2 separate regions of the Oryctolagus cuniculus genome follow, and region 2 is linked to region 1. Evidence: chromatin contacts called from public Hi-C data. All regions are on one chromosome and are shown on one strand. Each heading gives the region's core, a stretch centred on a gene start, on an enhancer-like site or on the middle of the called end of the contact. The rest is flanking DNA. Distances are from core to core; before and after follow the strand shown.

Region 1 (7,966 bases), core at 2,734-5,233:
CAAAGCTGTCAGTCAATCCAAACTCAGAAACTACAAACACAGAAAGGACTTTATTTGAGGATTGCAATTCAGGACATCAGGTTCAGAAAGCTCCAAATCAGGGTTCCAAAGAAGGTGAAGAAGGTGGACCTTTTTTTTTAAGAGATCTATTTTATTTATTTGAGAGGCGGAGTTACAGAGAGAGGTAGAGACAGAGAGAGAGATATTCCATCCGTTGATTTATTCCCTAAATGCCCGCAATGACATGACCAGGGTGGGGCCAGCCCAAAGCCAAGAGCCAGGAGCTTCTTCTGGGTCTCCCACGTAGATGCAGGGGCCCAAAGACTTGGGCCATCCTCCACTGCTTTCCCAGGAGTATTAGCAGGGAGCTGGATTGGCAATGGAGAGCAGCCAGGACTCGAATTGGGATGCTGGTGTCACAGGTGGTAGCTTAGCGCACTGCGCCACAATGCCAGCTCCAGGAGGTAGACACTTGTGTGAGAACCAGAGCTGTGTGATGGGGCCGTGTAAGCAATAGAAGATAAAGAAGAGAATTATATGCTTAGTGAAACGTCCATAAAACTAGAGTCCAGCCACCTGTTGATAGCATCTTGCATCTTGGATACAATGTGGTCATGTCTTCTCGGTTTCTTCGGTCTGAAGGGGAGGTGACCGAAGTCCACCTTCCAGGCGGCCCATGCAATTGTACATGAGCCCTGCTTCCCTAATGGCCTCCCAACTCCATTGTGAAAAGCTCCCTCCATGTTGCTTTCATTAAGGTTTTTCCTTTTATTTTTATAAAGGCTTCCCCATAGAAACCATCACCCATGGTAGTGGCATGAGACGGCGTGTCTTGACACCTGCTTCTGGTCCCCTCCCCCATCCATTTTTGCAGAGTTTCACAGATTCTGCCTTCTTTAAAAAAAAAAGATTTAATTTATTTATTTGATAGGTAGAGTTACAGACAGTGAGAGGTAGAGACAGAAAGAGAGGTCTTCCATCCACTGGTTCACTCCCCAGATGGCTGCAACAGCTGAAACTGAGCTGATCCAAAGTTAAGAGCCAGGAGCGTCTTCCAGGTCTCCCATGTAGGTGCAGAGGCCTAAGGACTTGGGCCATCTTCTACTGCTCTCCCAGGCCATAGCAGAGAGCTGGATCAGAAGTGGAGCAACCAGGTCTCTAACAGGCGCCTATAAGGGATTCCAGCTCTGCAGGAAGCAGCTTTACCTGCTACGTCACAGCACTGGTCCCCAGAGTCTGCCTTGTTTTATTCATCCTCTGAACTTTGATGCTTCTGTTGGTGCCCCTTTGGGGCCACATGAAACTAGGACACCACGGGCTGGTCTTCCTGTTCATAGCATTCCCCCACTTCAATCCAGCTCCAACATGGGTGGGAGAGAACTTCTCAAAGCATAGACACGGTCATGTTAACACCTGGGAGTAAGATCTTAAGTTACAGTTATATCTCAGTATGCCACAGCATCCTAGGGAATTGGTCCTTGGTATCCCGGGGAATTGGTCCCTAAATATCCTAGGGAATTGGTTCCATGGTATCCCAGGGAATTGGTCCTTGATATCCCAGGGACTTGGTCCCTATGTATCCTGGGGGATTGGTCCCATGGTGTCTCGGGGACAGGCCCCATCCACATCCTGTGGGATTGGTCCTCAGGGTCCTAGGAGGTTGGTCCTTCATTATCCTGGGGGATTAGTCCTGTATCCTGGGACAGTGATCTCATAGTAGCCTAGGCGGTTAGTCCCCGGTAGGGATTTGTCCCTGGTATCATAGGGCACTGCTCCCAGAATCCATCTAAATGAGCCCCAGATTCAAGGGTGCTCAAGCCCTTCATGTAAAACCATGCAGTGCTTGTATATAATTTGCACACATCCTTCCTTCTACTTTTTTTTTTTTTTTTTTTTTTGACAGGCAGAGTGGACAGTGAGAGAGAGAGACAGAGAGAAAGGTCTTCCTTTTGCCGTTGGTTTACCCTCCAATGGCCGCCACGGCCGGCGTATCGCGCTGATCCGAAGGCAGGAGCCAGGTACTTATCCTGGTCTCCCATGGGGTGCAGGGCCCAAGGGCCTGGGCCATCCTCCACTGCACTCCCTGGCCACAGCAGAGAGCTGGCCTGGAAGAGGGGCAACCGGGACAGAATCCGGCACCCCGACCGGGACTAGAACCCGGTGTGCCGGCGCCGCAAGGCGGAGGATTAGCCTATTGAGCCGCGGCACCGGCCCCTTCCCTCTACTTTAACTCACCCCCACATGATCTGTATTACCTAACGCGATGTAAGTGCTCTGTAAATGGCTGTTACACTGTGCTATTTAGGGAACAACGACAAGGAGAAATGTCTGATCCATACTCGGTACAGATGCCATATTGAGTTTGCAGATAAAGAATCTATGGCAGATAAAGAACCCCTGATATGTGGCCGGCGTCGCGGCTCACTAGGCTAATCCTCCGCCTAGCGGTGCCGGCACGCCGGGTTCTAGTCCCAGTTGGGGCGCCGGATTCTGTCCCGGTTGCCCCTCTTCCAGGCCAGCTCTCTGCTGTGGCCAGGGAGTGCAGTGGAGGATGGCCCAGGCCCTTGGGCCCTGCACCCCATGGGAGACCAGGAGAAGCACCTGGCTCCTGCCATCGGATCAGTGCAGTGCGCCGGCCACAGCGTGCCGGCCGCGGCAGCCATTGGAGGGTGAACCAACGGCAAAGGAAGACCTTTCTGTCTCTCTCTCACTGTCCACTCTGCCTGTCAAAAAATAAATAAATAAATAAATAAATAAAGAACCCCTGATATGGAGAGCCAACTGTGACCCCAACTCACTATAAATTAACATCAGAACTTCCTGGTTTGGTGTTCAATCTCTTTATAAAAGGATCCTGCTATATGATGCCAGAACTGTCTCCGGCTACCACCACTCGCCTGCCTCTGTGCCCACCCAGCCACCTGCCACTTCCTCCATCTCTGCTGCTCAGCAGGCTTGTGAGAAGTGCACTCTCATCTGTGCTACAGGGTCCAGCCCACACAGCACCTCCTCTGGCCAGGCTCTTCTCCTCCCTCTCCCTCCCTCCCTCCCTCCCTTCTCAGGAGAGGCTTGAAGGCTGCTCGGTTCCCCCACAGCTCCTTACTCCTGCTGCCAACACAGTCTCACCTGCAAGTCCCTCTCTAGTATCGAGTTACTGGACAGGTGAGAGTCGAGTGTTCCCTGAGTGCATCTTTTCTAGTAGAGTAACTGAGACACCACAGAGGTTTCACATTGATGACGGCGACCTTGAAGATACACGGATGAGTGGACTGTGAGTTTAAACAGTTCTGTCAGAGACATTCCGGAAGGAGAGGGAGGCGAGAGGTGGGGGTAGACGGAAGGGGAAGCAGAGGCAGTGACCATGGTGGCACAAACCAGAGCACTTCATGGAAAATGGAATTAAGAAATTAGCTGAGCTTTTTGAAGATTTTGGATATTAGTTTGCTGGTTATGAATGGGATTTCATATTTTAAAATGATTTGAGAGTCAGAGAAACTCTGTGTGTGTGTGAGAGAGAGAGAGAGAGAAAGAAAGAGAGAGAGAGAGCGCGCTCCCATCTGCTGGTTCAACTCCCCAGATGCCCACAATGGCCATGGCTGGGCAGAGCTGTAACCAGGAGCTGGGAACTCATCCAGGTCTCCCACACGGATCGCAGGAGCCCAATTACTTGAGCCGTCACCACTGCTCCCAGTGAGGAGCTGGCAGTGTGTATAGGACCAGGCTCTCTGATTGCGGGACGCCAGCGTCTCAGCCCGCCCCTACTAGCCGGGCGTCCACGGCCGCCTCAGGTGTGTTTCATTTGGCAGAGAGCTGCCAGGCGGAGCTGCTTTAGAAAACCCACGCGAGGTGAGCAGGCACAGGGCTGACCGGGGCCCCTAGGGAACTCGTGCACTGCAAACTGAAAGGGCACAGAAGAGACCGTGCAGCCGCTTCACACTTTCTCCTTGAACCCTTTTCAGGGTAACGGAGAACGCCCTACCCTTGGGAAAGCTGCACGCGGCCGAGGAAAGGAGTCGGCTTCGGACTGTGTGGAACGGGCGCCCCCTTGTGGAGCTGTAGGGGACGAGCAAAAGCCCCTCCTAATTTCTCCCCTCTGAGTTTTTCTTTTTTTTTAATTTTTAGTCTCTTTTTTTTTTTTTTTTTTTTTTTTTTGGACAGGTAGAGTTATAGACAGTGAGAGAGAAAGACAGACAGAAAGGTCTTCCTTCTGTTGGTTCACTTCCGAAAGTTTTTCTCTTTTTGTCTCTAGTTTTCCATCGCTACCATTCGAAAGTACCGAAAACCTAGTGGCTTCCTACACATTTAGCATCTCCCTGTCCTATAGCACAGGCATTCAACATCTCACTTGGATACCGGGGTGAGCACAGCTGGGAGAGGCCACCCATGGCCCTTGGCCAAAGACACCCCCTCCACACTCCAAGTCAATGACCAAACAAAATAAAAAAGAAACCAACAAGTGTCTCTACAAATGCTGAATAATAAACGCAGCAGTTCAAGAATCAAGAATAAGGAAGACAACATGACGCCCCCAGAAGGACACAATGCCTCAATGCTAGATTGTGAAGATGAAGAGATGGAAGAAATGCCAGAAATGGAATTCAGAGAATGGATCCTAGGATTACTTAGAAGTAATCAGAAACAAGTCCACAGACTAATACTATCCATACATGACATGAAAGAAAAGTTCTCCCATGAAATTGAGATCTTAAAGAGAAATCAGAATGAAATCTTGGAAATGAAGAACTCAATAGAACAACTAAAGAACGCAGTGGGGGCCCTAGCAACAGACTCGGTGAAGCAGAAGAAAGAATATCTGAGTTAGAAGACATATCTCGGCCAGCGCCGCGGCTCAATAGGCTAATCCTCCGCCTTGCGGCGCCGGCACACCGGGTTCTAGCACTGGTCAGGGCGCCAGATTCTGTCCCGGTTGCCCCTCTTCCAGGCCAGCTCTCTGCTGTGGCCCAGGAGGGCAGTGGAGGATGGCCCAAGTGCTTGGGCCCTGCACCCCATGGGAGACCAGGAGGAAGCACCTGGCTCCTGGCTTCAGATCAGCACGGTGCACCGGCCACAGCCCTGATTTGCAGGAATGGTTCAACATTTGTAAATCAATCAATGTGATACACCACATTAACAAACTGCTGAAGAAAAACCATATGATTATCTCAATAGATGCAGAGAAAGCATTTAATAAAATACAACACCCTTTCATGATGAAAACTCTAAGCAAATTGGGTATAGAAGGAATACTCCTCAACACAATCAAGGCAATCTATGACAAACCCACAGCCAGCATCCAACTGAATGGGGAAAAGCTGGAAGCATTCCCACTGAGATCTGGAACCAGACAAGGATGCCCACTCTCACCATTGCTATTCAATATAGTCCTAGAAGTTTTAGCCAGAGCCATTAGGCAAGAAAAAAAAAAAAACCAAAGGGATACAAATTGACAAGAAGTCAGACTATCCCTATTGGCAGATGACATGATTCTATATATAGGGTATCCAAAAGACTCTACCAAAAGACTATTGAAACTTGTAAAAAAGCTTGATAAAGTAGCAGAATATAAACACACAAAAATCAGCAGCCTTTGTATACACACACAATGCCACAGCTGAGAAAAAACTTCTAAGATTAATCCCATTCATAATAGCTACCAAAAAAATCAAATACCTTGCACTAAATTCAACCAAAGATGCCAAAGATCTTTACAATGAGAATTACAAAACATTAAAGAAAGAAATAGAAGAAGATACCAAAAAAAAAAAAGGAAAAATCTTCCATGTCCATGGATTGGAAGAATAAATAACATCAAAATGTCCATATTACAAAAATCAATTTATAGATTCAGTGCAATACCAATCAAAATACCAAGGACATTCTTCTCAGATATGGAAAAAATGATGCTGAAATTTATACGGAAACACAGGGAACCCCGTATAGCTAAAGCAATATTATACAACAAAACCAAAGCATCACAATATCAGATTTCAAGACATGCTACAGGGCAGTTATAATCAAAACAGCTTGGTACCAGTACAAAAACAGATGGATAAACCAATGGACTAGAACAGAAATTCCAGAAATCAACCCACGCATCTATAAACAACTTATCTTTGGCAAAGGAGCTAAAACCAATTCCAGGAGCAAGGACAGTCTCTTCAACAAATGGTGCTGGGTAAACTGGATCTCCAGATGCAGAAGTATGAAGCAGGACCCCTACCTCACACCTTAACAAAAATTCACTCAAGATGGATTAAAGACCTAAATTTACGACCCAATACCATCAAATCATTAGAGAACACTGGGGAAACCCTGCAAGATACTGGCATAGACAAAGGGTTCTTGGGAAAAAAAAACCCAGAAGCACAGGCAATCAAAGCCAAAATTGACAAATAAGATTACATCAAATTGAGAAGCTTCTGTACTGCAAAAGAAATGCTTAGCAAAGTGAAGAGGCAACCAATAGAATGGGAGAAATTTATTTGCAAACAGTGCAACTGATAAAAGATTAATAACCAGAATATATAAAGAAATCAAGAAACTCAACAACAAAACAAACAGCCCAGTTAAGAAATGGACAAAGGACTTAAACAGACATTTTTCAAAAGAGGAAATCCAAATGGCCAACAGACACATGAAAAAATGCTCAGGATCACTAGCCATCAGGGAAATGCAAATCAAACCCACAAAGGGTTTTACCTCACCCCAGTTAGAATGGCTCTCATACAGAAATCAACTAACAACAGATGCTGGTGAGGACGTAAGGGAAAAGGTACCCTAACCCACTGTTGGTGGGAATGCAAACTGGTACAGCCACTATGGAAGACGTCATGTAGATCCCTCAGAATTCTGAGTACAGACAGACCTACCATATGACCCAGCCATCCCACTCCTAGGAATTTACCCAAGGGAAATGAAATTAGCATATGAAAGAGCTATCTGCACCCCATGTTTATTGCAGCTCAATTCACAATAGCTAAGAGATGGAATAAACCCAAATGCCAGTCAGTGAAGACTATATAAATAAATTATGGGGCCGGCGCCGCGGCTCAATAGGCTAATCCTCCACCTAGCGGCGCCAGCACACCGGGTTCTAGTCCCGGTTGGGGCGCCGGATTCTGTCCCGGTTGCCCCTCTTCCAGGCCAGCTCTCTGCTGTGGCCAGGGAGTGCAGTGGAGGATGGCCCAAGTGCTTGGGCCCTGCACCCCATGGGAGACCAGGAGAAGCACCTGGCTCCTGCCTTCGGATCAGCGTGGTGCACCGGCTGCAGCGTGCCAGCGGCAGCGGCCATTGGAGGGTGAACCAACGGCAAAGGAAGACCTTTCTCTCTGTCTCTCTCACTATCTACTCTGCCTGTCAAAAAATAAATAAATAAATAAATTATGGGATATATACCATGGAATACTACGCAGCAGTAAAAAAAAAAACTGGGATCTGGTCATTCGCAGCAAAATGGATGAATCTGGAAAACATCATACTTAATGAAATAAGCCAGTCCCAAAGGGACAAATATCATATGTTCTCCCTGATCTATGATAACTAATAGAGCACCTAAAAGGTAATCTATAGAAGTAAATTGACACTTTGAGAAGCAATGACTTTGAACAACCCCTGTCTGGACTGTTGAGGAACAGTTTTTTTTTTTTCATACTATTTGTTGAACTCTTTACTTAACATAGAGTTAATCATATGTGTATAAACTTAATTAAAAATAGATCTTAGTAAAAAATAAGAGTAGGAATAAGAGAAGGAGAAGGAAGAGGGATAGGAGAGTGGGTGGAAGAATGGGTATGGTGGGAAGAATCACTATGTTCCTAAAGTTGTATTTATGAACTGTACGAAGTTTGTATTCCTTAAATAAAAGGTTTCTGGGGAAAAATAAATAAAGCAAGTTGCAGGGGAAAAAAAATAAAATTCAAATCCTGAAATGTGCAGTGTCCTGCCTGACTTGATGCTGAACAAACTT
Region 2 (7,966 bases), core at 3,084-5,583, 160 kb before region 1:
TTCACACCTATCAGTTAAGAGTCTCCTGGCTTCCCAGCACCATTAGATGCTGTGGAAGAATCCGAATTGTGGGAACAGCAGTGCCTTCTCATTGTGATCTAATTAAAGGAGAAGAAATAACAATACATGAGTGTAATAGTCAATTCTGTTTCCAGCCCGTTTTTTTGCTCTGTGACAGTGTCATTAGGAAGTCAGCAGGGGGCACCTCCTACCCATCCTCTGCTAAGCCGGCTAAGCTCTTTGTCCCACCCGGGGCTTTGATGTGGGGTCTGAAGATATCCTCAGTGCTCAAGCCACGCACCAGGTCTCCCAGAAAAGTCTCCCTTTATCTCCTACATGGGCTTACATTTTCAAGTTTTGTCTTGTGTTTTGGGAAAGGGGAAACCCCACCAATAAATGCACACAGGTTGCGAATCCAGCCAGTGGTTTATTTGTAGGACGTTCTTTTTGGTTCGTATGAGCTGGCTTCTACAGGGCCCTGCTCCCTGACCGCACGGCTCTATGCTCCCCTGTGAGAGCGTCCATCTGCTTTGCTTAGTCCTCTCCCTCGCCATGGAGGCTTCCGCCCTCATGCGTCATAGCAACGCAGGCACTGGTTTTTGGAAAACTTGCTTGTTTTATTATCTTTTATTCCTCTTCTCTACTTTCTTCTAATGATGCTATTAACTGATAATTCCTTTCCTTCCCTTTTGTTTTCTACTGTTTTTGGAAGGGAAAGAGTATGCTTAACTCAAGAAAGCTAAAAATTATTTTCATATATGTTTATCTATTTATTTGCAAGGCAGAGCTACAGACAGAGAGGGATCTTCCATCTGCTGGTTCACTTCCCCGAGGACCACAGTGGCCGGAGCTGTGCCGAGCTGAAGCCAGGAGCCAAGAGCTTCTTTCAGGCTTCCCATGCGGATGCAGGGGCCCGAGGACTTGGACCATCTTCCGCTGCTTTCCCAGGCCATAGCAGAGAGCTGAATCAGAGGAGGAGCAGCCTGGACATGAACCTGCTGTCCATAAGGGTGCCAGCGCCGCAGGCAGAGGCTTAGCCCACTACGCCACACAAAACTAGAAATTCTTAGAATGTTCTGGATCATTTAGCACCACACCTGCAGGGTTTGACCCATTTGTCCTCATACCCCATGCCTCCCCGTCTCCCAAGCAAATAAAGTAAGCACGAGCCCTTTCTGCAATCCTCGTGGGGAGAGGCTTCACAGGGGGTGGGCTAAATACAATATTTAGCTGGGCTTTTAATTTTTCCAGACCATAGCACCCAACGTTGCCAAAGGAACTCTCTTCTGTCTGTGTTGCGTCTCCCTGAAATACATTATTTGGAGTCTCTTTAACATCGCTTTGCTGAGGGATGGGTTAAAGGAGAGGTCCCTGACGCCAGCCACTCCAGCCTGAACCCCAGAGCCCAGGGGGCTGACCCAAGCCTCAGCCTCACCCTCACAACCCCTCACCAGCTCTGCTCAGAATCACCTATGTCCCCCCAGGCCTACGATTTACGGCTGGGATACGGGTGGGAAGAAGGGGAAAAACCCTCAAGGTCGTTTATAGGAAACATCTTGGCATGCTTTTTTAGTTATAAACCCGATGAATGTAAGGCTACATTCCATGTTCATAATTTGTACATTTAATGTGCATATTTGCCATTTTTTACATTAAATACATTCTCATGATAGAGACTTGATCCTCTGCAACACTGATGCTCTAGCATTTCATCATCTTTGAGGTTAGCAAGGAACCACGAGAAAAATCTGCACTGAAGTGTGCAGACCCGACCCCCATCTGCTTCCCATACTCTTCCAGTTTGCAATTACAGCAGCATTAAAGCCTGGCGTGTCAAATGCACTTGCCTTCTCTACCGGGATTGCCAAAAAAAATATGGTTTACAGTTCCTGTTGTTTAATCTTTTCTCAGTTTATCTGTATGATGGGAATATTATTCAACTTGAAGCTCTTTTGTCATGACTCAACGCAGCAAGGGGTAAAACGTGCAAGTATGTGCACATTAAAATAGCTAGAAAACAGATGGCTAAGTAGACACGAACGTATTTCGATACGTTTGTGGACAATAGAATTACACACACGCTTGTTTTGGTGCAAAGCAAATTGAAATTCATGCATAGTTTTCTCAAATACCTACTTCCCATGAATTTGTTGAAGACTTCTTGTAGGCATGGATTTCAAGGTTTTTGTTGGTGGTGGTTTGTGTGTGTGTGGCACCAAAATAAGCTTATATTTTAATTTTATTTCGCACAGACTTTGTGAGATCCCCAATAAATAACATTATCCTACAGTTGTCACTTCGGGTTGTTTCAATTGCTATCCCTTTCACACATGCCCAGAGCAGGCGCCCTCGGCAAGGGGACAGAGTGTTTTCAGTGTTGGGCTCATTAGAAGCTGGAGTGCTTTCAGTCTGTTACAAGGACAGTCTCCGTTTTGGAAACAGCTGGGCCTCCAGCTCCGCGTGGCCAGACAGCCTCGCCGGAGTTCGGACAAGGCCATTGGCTACCGCTCGCGGGCATGCAGTCCTGACCCAGAGTTCACGTGAGTCCCTGAGTGAGAAGCCAGGCACCTGCTCCCGGCGCAGCCAATCGGGAGACGGCGCTGCTGCCACACCCACCTGCCCACCGCGCCCCGGGCAGGCGGCCAGCCTGCCTGCCTTTCCGTGGGGAATCAGTTCTTCCTGGAAATCCCGGCAGCTGGAGCCCAGGCCCCCTCGCAGCTGGGTTCGCGATGGGCAACAGCAAAGAACGTGCTCTGGCTCTGGACTGCGTTTTGTTACCTGGTAACCTGGGGACTCCTTCCACACGCGGCGTCAGCACCCGGCTTCCCTGGAGCAGTGACATCAAACCTCGAGCAGCTTCGTGTGGCTGCCTCATCCAATGACGTTCACGCCTGAAAATAGTAGTTTGCGAGCAGTCTCCAAGCGAGCACTGTGTGGCTTCTGCAGCGGGCGCCCATCCAACGCGGCTTGGGTTCACCCTGTGCCCCTTCTCAATATCAGACTTCGGAAATGTTGCACTTGGTGCTTTTTGGACGACGGTCACATCGCAATTGTTCAGCTTGTCCGAGCTCAGATCTGCCACTTGGAACCCTCTGTGGGGGCTTTGTTCCTGGCACGCGGACAGATTCTCTGCATACTTTATGGGAGAAAGAGAATGTGTACAACCTGGGGCTTAATAATAGCTGCAGGACAAAGTGATGTTTTGTCTTGTGGCACTGAGTACATCAGCTTCGGATAGCACTCCTCTGTAAAACACAAACTGGGAGCTTTTTGAGTCGCATCCACTTTTATTTATTTTTTTATTAAAAACGTAAAACATGAGGCTAGTTTAAATGGATGGCCTTACATCCTTCTACCCTACAAACAATGTGTGTGTGTGTGTGTGTGTGTGTGCTCATGCCCAGGTGTGTGTGGTTATAGAAGGAAGAGCGGTAGCGCTGGCTTTGAGTTTCTGATTTTATCCACCAACTTCTCTGCCTGAAGGTAGAGTGTGGAGTTTGCTGTCCTTGGCACCTCCCCTAAATGCTTGCCATCGAAGAAGGGGTTTGAAAATACTCTTGAGCATTTTGTCAGAAAGGCACAGTAGCCGATGCAATGTGGTTTTTCTTCCTATTTTATGTGCATGTCTCAATACACTTATAAACAGCTTTAAACCCACTGAAAACGCACAATTCAAGGGATTTTGGTGTACTTAACATTTGTGCAAAAATCACCATCATTGACATTAGCCCCCACTACTCCCACCCCCAGTGCCTCCCGTATTCCCCCAGCCCAGGCAGCTGAGAACCTGTGTTCTGCCTCTACAGATTTGTTTTCTATACCCGCGGGTCATACCATGCGTGTCTTCTTCCACTTGTCATAACTCAAGGCAGTCTTAAGTTATCTGACCTAGACGCCCTGCCTCTGAAGATAAAGTATCATTCCTGCATTCCTTGAGGCTGGAATTGAGGATGATTGGCATGAGGCAAAAATTAGAAGCTGGTTGGAGTGAGTGGGCTTCTCCCCGCCCCCCCCCCCGGGCACCCAGGGGGTCCAGGGCCCAACTACCAGCTCCCCGAAAGCACAGCCTCGGGGCCCTGTGTTCCCGGGTCTCTTCAAGAACTTGGGGGCGGGGAAGGGCGGTCAAGGTTGACCAAGGCATCTATTAGCCTGATGGACGGAAGCTCCCTGGAGGTCTGCGCGGGAGTTCACAGCGACACTTCCCCTCCTTGGAAACCCGGTGACTATTGAGCGCTTCACCCAAGCTGCTGTAAACTGGGAGTCTGTCGCTTCCTGGGGACCCTGGGGAGCAGCCCCCTGCGGGCGGCCCAGGCGCCAGTGTTTCCCCCCTGCCCTTTCGCCCTCTTGCCCCCTTCTCGCTGGCAGAGCCCAGGCTGCTCAAATCTCTGAGAGTGCATGGAGGGCCCTCCCCCCAACCCCAACTTGTGATTTTAGAGCCAATAGGTGGTGAGGTTTATTTGCATATTCCCAGTCCCATCAGCAGCGAGTGGAGTGGAAGCAGTGTCAGACTGGATCCCTCCCCCTCCTCTTCCCCCCTCCTCCGAGGAAACCTGCCCCTTCCAGCTGCCCTCCCCTCCCCTCCCCTCCCCTCCCCTCCCCTCCCCTCCCCTCCCCTTTAAAGCGTGAACCGCCCGCGCGGACCGCGGCTGCAGCTCGCTCTCTTCCTCCTGCACTCCGCGTCCACCCGTGCGTTCGCGCGGCTCCTGCACAGGGAGGCGCCCTGACATGGAGAGCAAGACTCTGCTCCTGGTGGTCCTGGGCGCGTGGCTCCAGAGCCTGACCGCCTCCCGCGGAGGGGTGGCCGCCGCCGACCGTAAGTGCCGCGCCGCGCCGCGCAAACTTCGCTCCACCTGCCGGTGCGGCCGCTTCCACGCGTGCTGGCGCTGCCAGGGAAGAAGTTGGCAGCGGCTGTGGGGCGCGCACCAGGGACTTTGCCCAGCCCGAGAAGGGTCCCGGGACTGGGATCCTGGAGGCGCCAGCAAGGGAATCTGCCTGCGATCCGGTTCCCGCTTTTTTTTTTCTCCTCTCCCGGGTTCCCGCGCTGTCCTTTCCACTCCGTCTGCGCCCGCGTTCCCCGCGCACCGGCGCGGCTCCGGAGAGCCGCGGTGTGCGGGGCGGGTGGAGGCCGGCGGCGACCCATGGTCTTGCCGGCGGTGACCCGCAGAAGCCTCCCGGCTGCCGGCGCCCTGGAATGAAAGGCGCGCGGGCCAAGGTGACCCCGGCTCCGTCCCCCACCGGGGGAATCGCGGGCACAAGCGGTCGCGCAGGGTATCCGGGCTGTAGGCGGTGCAACCCTTCGCAGAGCTGTGGAACCCGGGAGGCGGGGGGCGTGCGGCTCAGAGTTCCTGGGACGCGCCCTGGAGGCAGGGTACGGCGTCCAAGCACCTGCGCTCCGCTTTTCTCAGGGCGCACGAATCCCAGCGAAGGGTCGGCCCTGCTGGGAACGTGGCCCCGCAGTCCACGGCCGATGACCTGTGACGGGTTGCCAGGTCTGCCTGCCCGCGGCCACCCTGTCCAGTCCCCGCGGTGCTGCTGCGAGGGGGGTCGCGCGGGGGCGCAACCGCGGTCACCGCCAGCCAGGGCATCGCCAGCTCGCTGGAGTTAGGGCGTCAGAGAATTTCTTTACTGCAGGAAAAAAAAATAATAGTAAGCGAGCGAGCGAATGAGCCCAGCCGGGGAGCTGCCCATGGTAGACGCAGCCTGGTAACTTGAACCTTGGCTCGTTTTGTGCACTCGGGCGTGCGAACGCAGGACACGGTGGGAAGCGGGTCACACCAGTAGGCGTGGTGGAGCCGGGCGCAGGGTGATGTGATCTGGAAGGGGCTTTTCCCGCCGCGGCTCAAGGTGGAGGCAGCCCAGGGCTTTGAGTGTAGAGAGGAGGCTTCTCTCATTGGAGAACACGGGAGAGTCAGTGTGCTGTGATGCGGTGTGTTCCGGGCCACAGCGGCCCCCCTGTGGGTAGCGGGAATCAACTCCGAATTTCCATTGCAGGTAGCGCAGGGACACACAGGGCTCTGGTCGCTTCAGGCTGCTGGCAGACGTGTGCCACCACTTTTTTTTTTTTTAGTAAGTTTTTTTTTTTAAGATTTCTTTATTAATTTCTTTGAAAGGCAGAGTTACAGAGAGGCAGAGGCAGAGGTATATAGAGAGAGGTCTTCCATCTGCTGGTTCACTCCCCAAATCACTTCAACGGCTGGAGCTGCGCTGATCTGAAGCCAGGAGCCTGGAGGTTCTTCTGGGTCTCCCACACAGGTTCAGGGGCCCAAGCACTTGACCATCTTCCACTGCCTTCCCAGGAGCATTAGCAGAGAGCTGGATTATAAGTGGAGCAGCTGAGACTCAAACCTGTGCCCATTTGGGATGCTGGCCCTGCAGCCGGCTCTTTACCCACCTACGCCACAGTGCCAGCCCCAGCCATCATCTTTTTTTGTTGTTGTTGTTGAGGTTTTGCTTGACTCCCTTGGAGGGTCACAGCATGGAATTACTGGGCTGGTCCGAGTCACACTTCTGGGTTTAGCATCCTCAGCTCAACAATGAGGGCGTTGGAGGCACTGATAGTTCTCTGGGGCCCCACTGATTCTGCCTCTTGTATGCAGCAGGCATTTAAGGGATGCATTGATTGAACTGGATTTTCACCAACATACGTCTTTTGGGCTGGAAGAACACTAAGAGGATTGTCCCTAAGTAGACTTGGAAAGGCTCTGTCTCACCCCTCGCACACTGGCTCTACCCACTGCACACCTCCCATTTCTCCCAGCCATTTTCTTTTTTTTTTTTTTTTTTTTTTTTTGACAGGCAGAGTGGACAGTGAGAGAGAGAGACAGAGAGAAAGGTCTTCCTTTGCCGTTGGTTCACCCTCCAATGGCCGCCGCGGCCGGCGCACTGCGGCCGGCACACCGCGCTGATCCGATGGCAGGAGCCAGGAGCCAGGTGCTTTTCCTGGTCTCCCATGGGGTGCAGGGCCCAAGCACCTGGGCCATCCTCCACTGCACTCCCTGGCCACAGCAGAGGGCTGGCCTGGAAGAGGGGCAACCGGGACAGAATCCGGCGCCCCGACCGGGACTAGAACCCGGTGTGCCGGCGCCGCTAGGCGGAGGATTAGCCTAGTGAGCCGCGGCGCCGGCTTCTCCCAGCCATTTTCTGCTCTTTCTCCTCCACACAAGGTCATCCAGGAAGGGAAGAATTCCAGGGCAGGCCCCACAGGCATCACCTCCTCTGGGCTCTGAGCTTCTGCACTCCTCATTTCTCAGAAGGCTTTGAGGACAAGAGGTACTGCCCTCAGGGCCTCTGTTCTGGGAGCCACCACAACCTTGCAGGGTTCTGTTCAGAAAACTGGAAGAGCTGTTCTGGAGCCCTGAGGTGGGGACTCAGGAGCTGCAGTCCTGTTTGGCCACCTTGAATTTCCAGGCTACAGGTCTGAGTCAGACACGATGGGTGATGGGAGCAAAGTAGCAGGTGCCACGGGGGCGGAGTTCTGCCAGGGAGTGATTGATTGATGGCTGTCTTGAAAGGTGGGAGTCAGGTACCAGGGAAGAGGTGCAATAGAAAATGTTCACTTTTAAGCAGTGTATTTTTAGCTCAACCTTCCGTTCTTGCCTTACAGTGGAGGAGAAAATTGGCCTATATGGTTTCCTGCCTCTATGGCAATTAGATTGTTCCAGATAGTGCCTGAACTATGCCGCATTGTTCCTGTGTGACCCTTCTCTGATCGCCACCTATTCCCCCGTGGTCACCACACAGGCTGCATTGCTTTAGAAGGGAGGGTGTTCCAGCCATCAGCATGATGGCTGCTGGGGACTTTGGGTCACAGAGGGTAAGGGAAGTTTGCAAGACGTGAATATCATTATTTTTCAGGTCTGGGTGGAGTTGCTATTTGAAGCCGCACATATGCATTTTCCAACTTTCATGGCAACAGCACAAACACCATCAGTATAACATTTCCAGATGGGTGGATTCCCAAAACATC

Evidence for each region. Hi-C and Micro-C count contacts between places; a contact is called where the count stands out from the background.
Region 2: a contact with region 1 is called in a Hi-C map of embryonic fibroblasts, with 4 times the contacts expected there. The contact joins the promoter of LPL here to the enhancer-like site in region 1. A contact is called at or near these places in 5 of 6 Hi-C or Micro-C datasets (ear pinna, embryonic fibroblasts, psoas muscle and 2 more).

The regions. Positions count from the first base shown.
Region 1 is chr8:2,781,073-2,789,038 of mOryCun1.1, reverse strand. No RefSeq gene overlaps it. Among named protein-coding and RNA genes, the nearest start is that of SLC18A1, 35 kb to the right of the region's middle. Within about 2 kb of position 3,983, at least 1 of the 8 cell types and tissues checked has an H3K27ac peak or open chromatin away from gene starts, as enhancers often do.
Region 2 is chr8:2,944,840-2,952,805 of mOryCun1.1, reverse strand. LPL (lipoprotein lipase) reads left to right here and starts at 4,333. Exons shown (of 10, transcript NM_001177330.1): 1 at 4,333-4,813. The coding sequence starts at 4,726.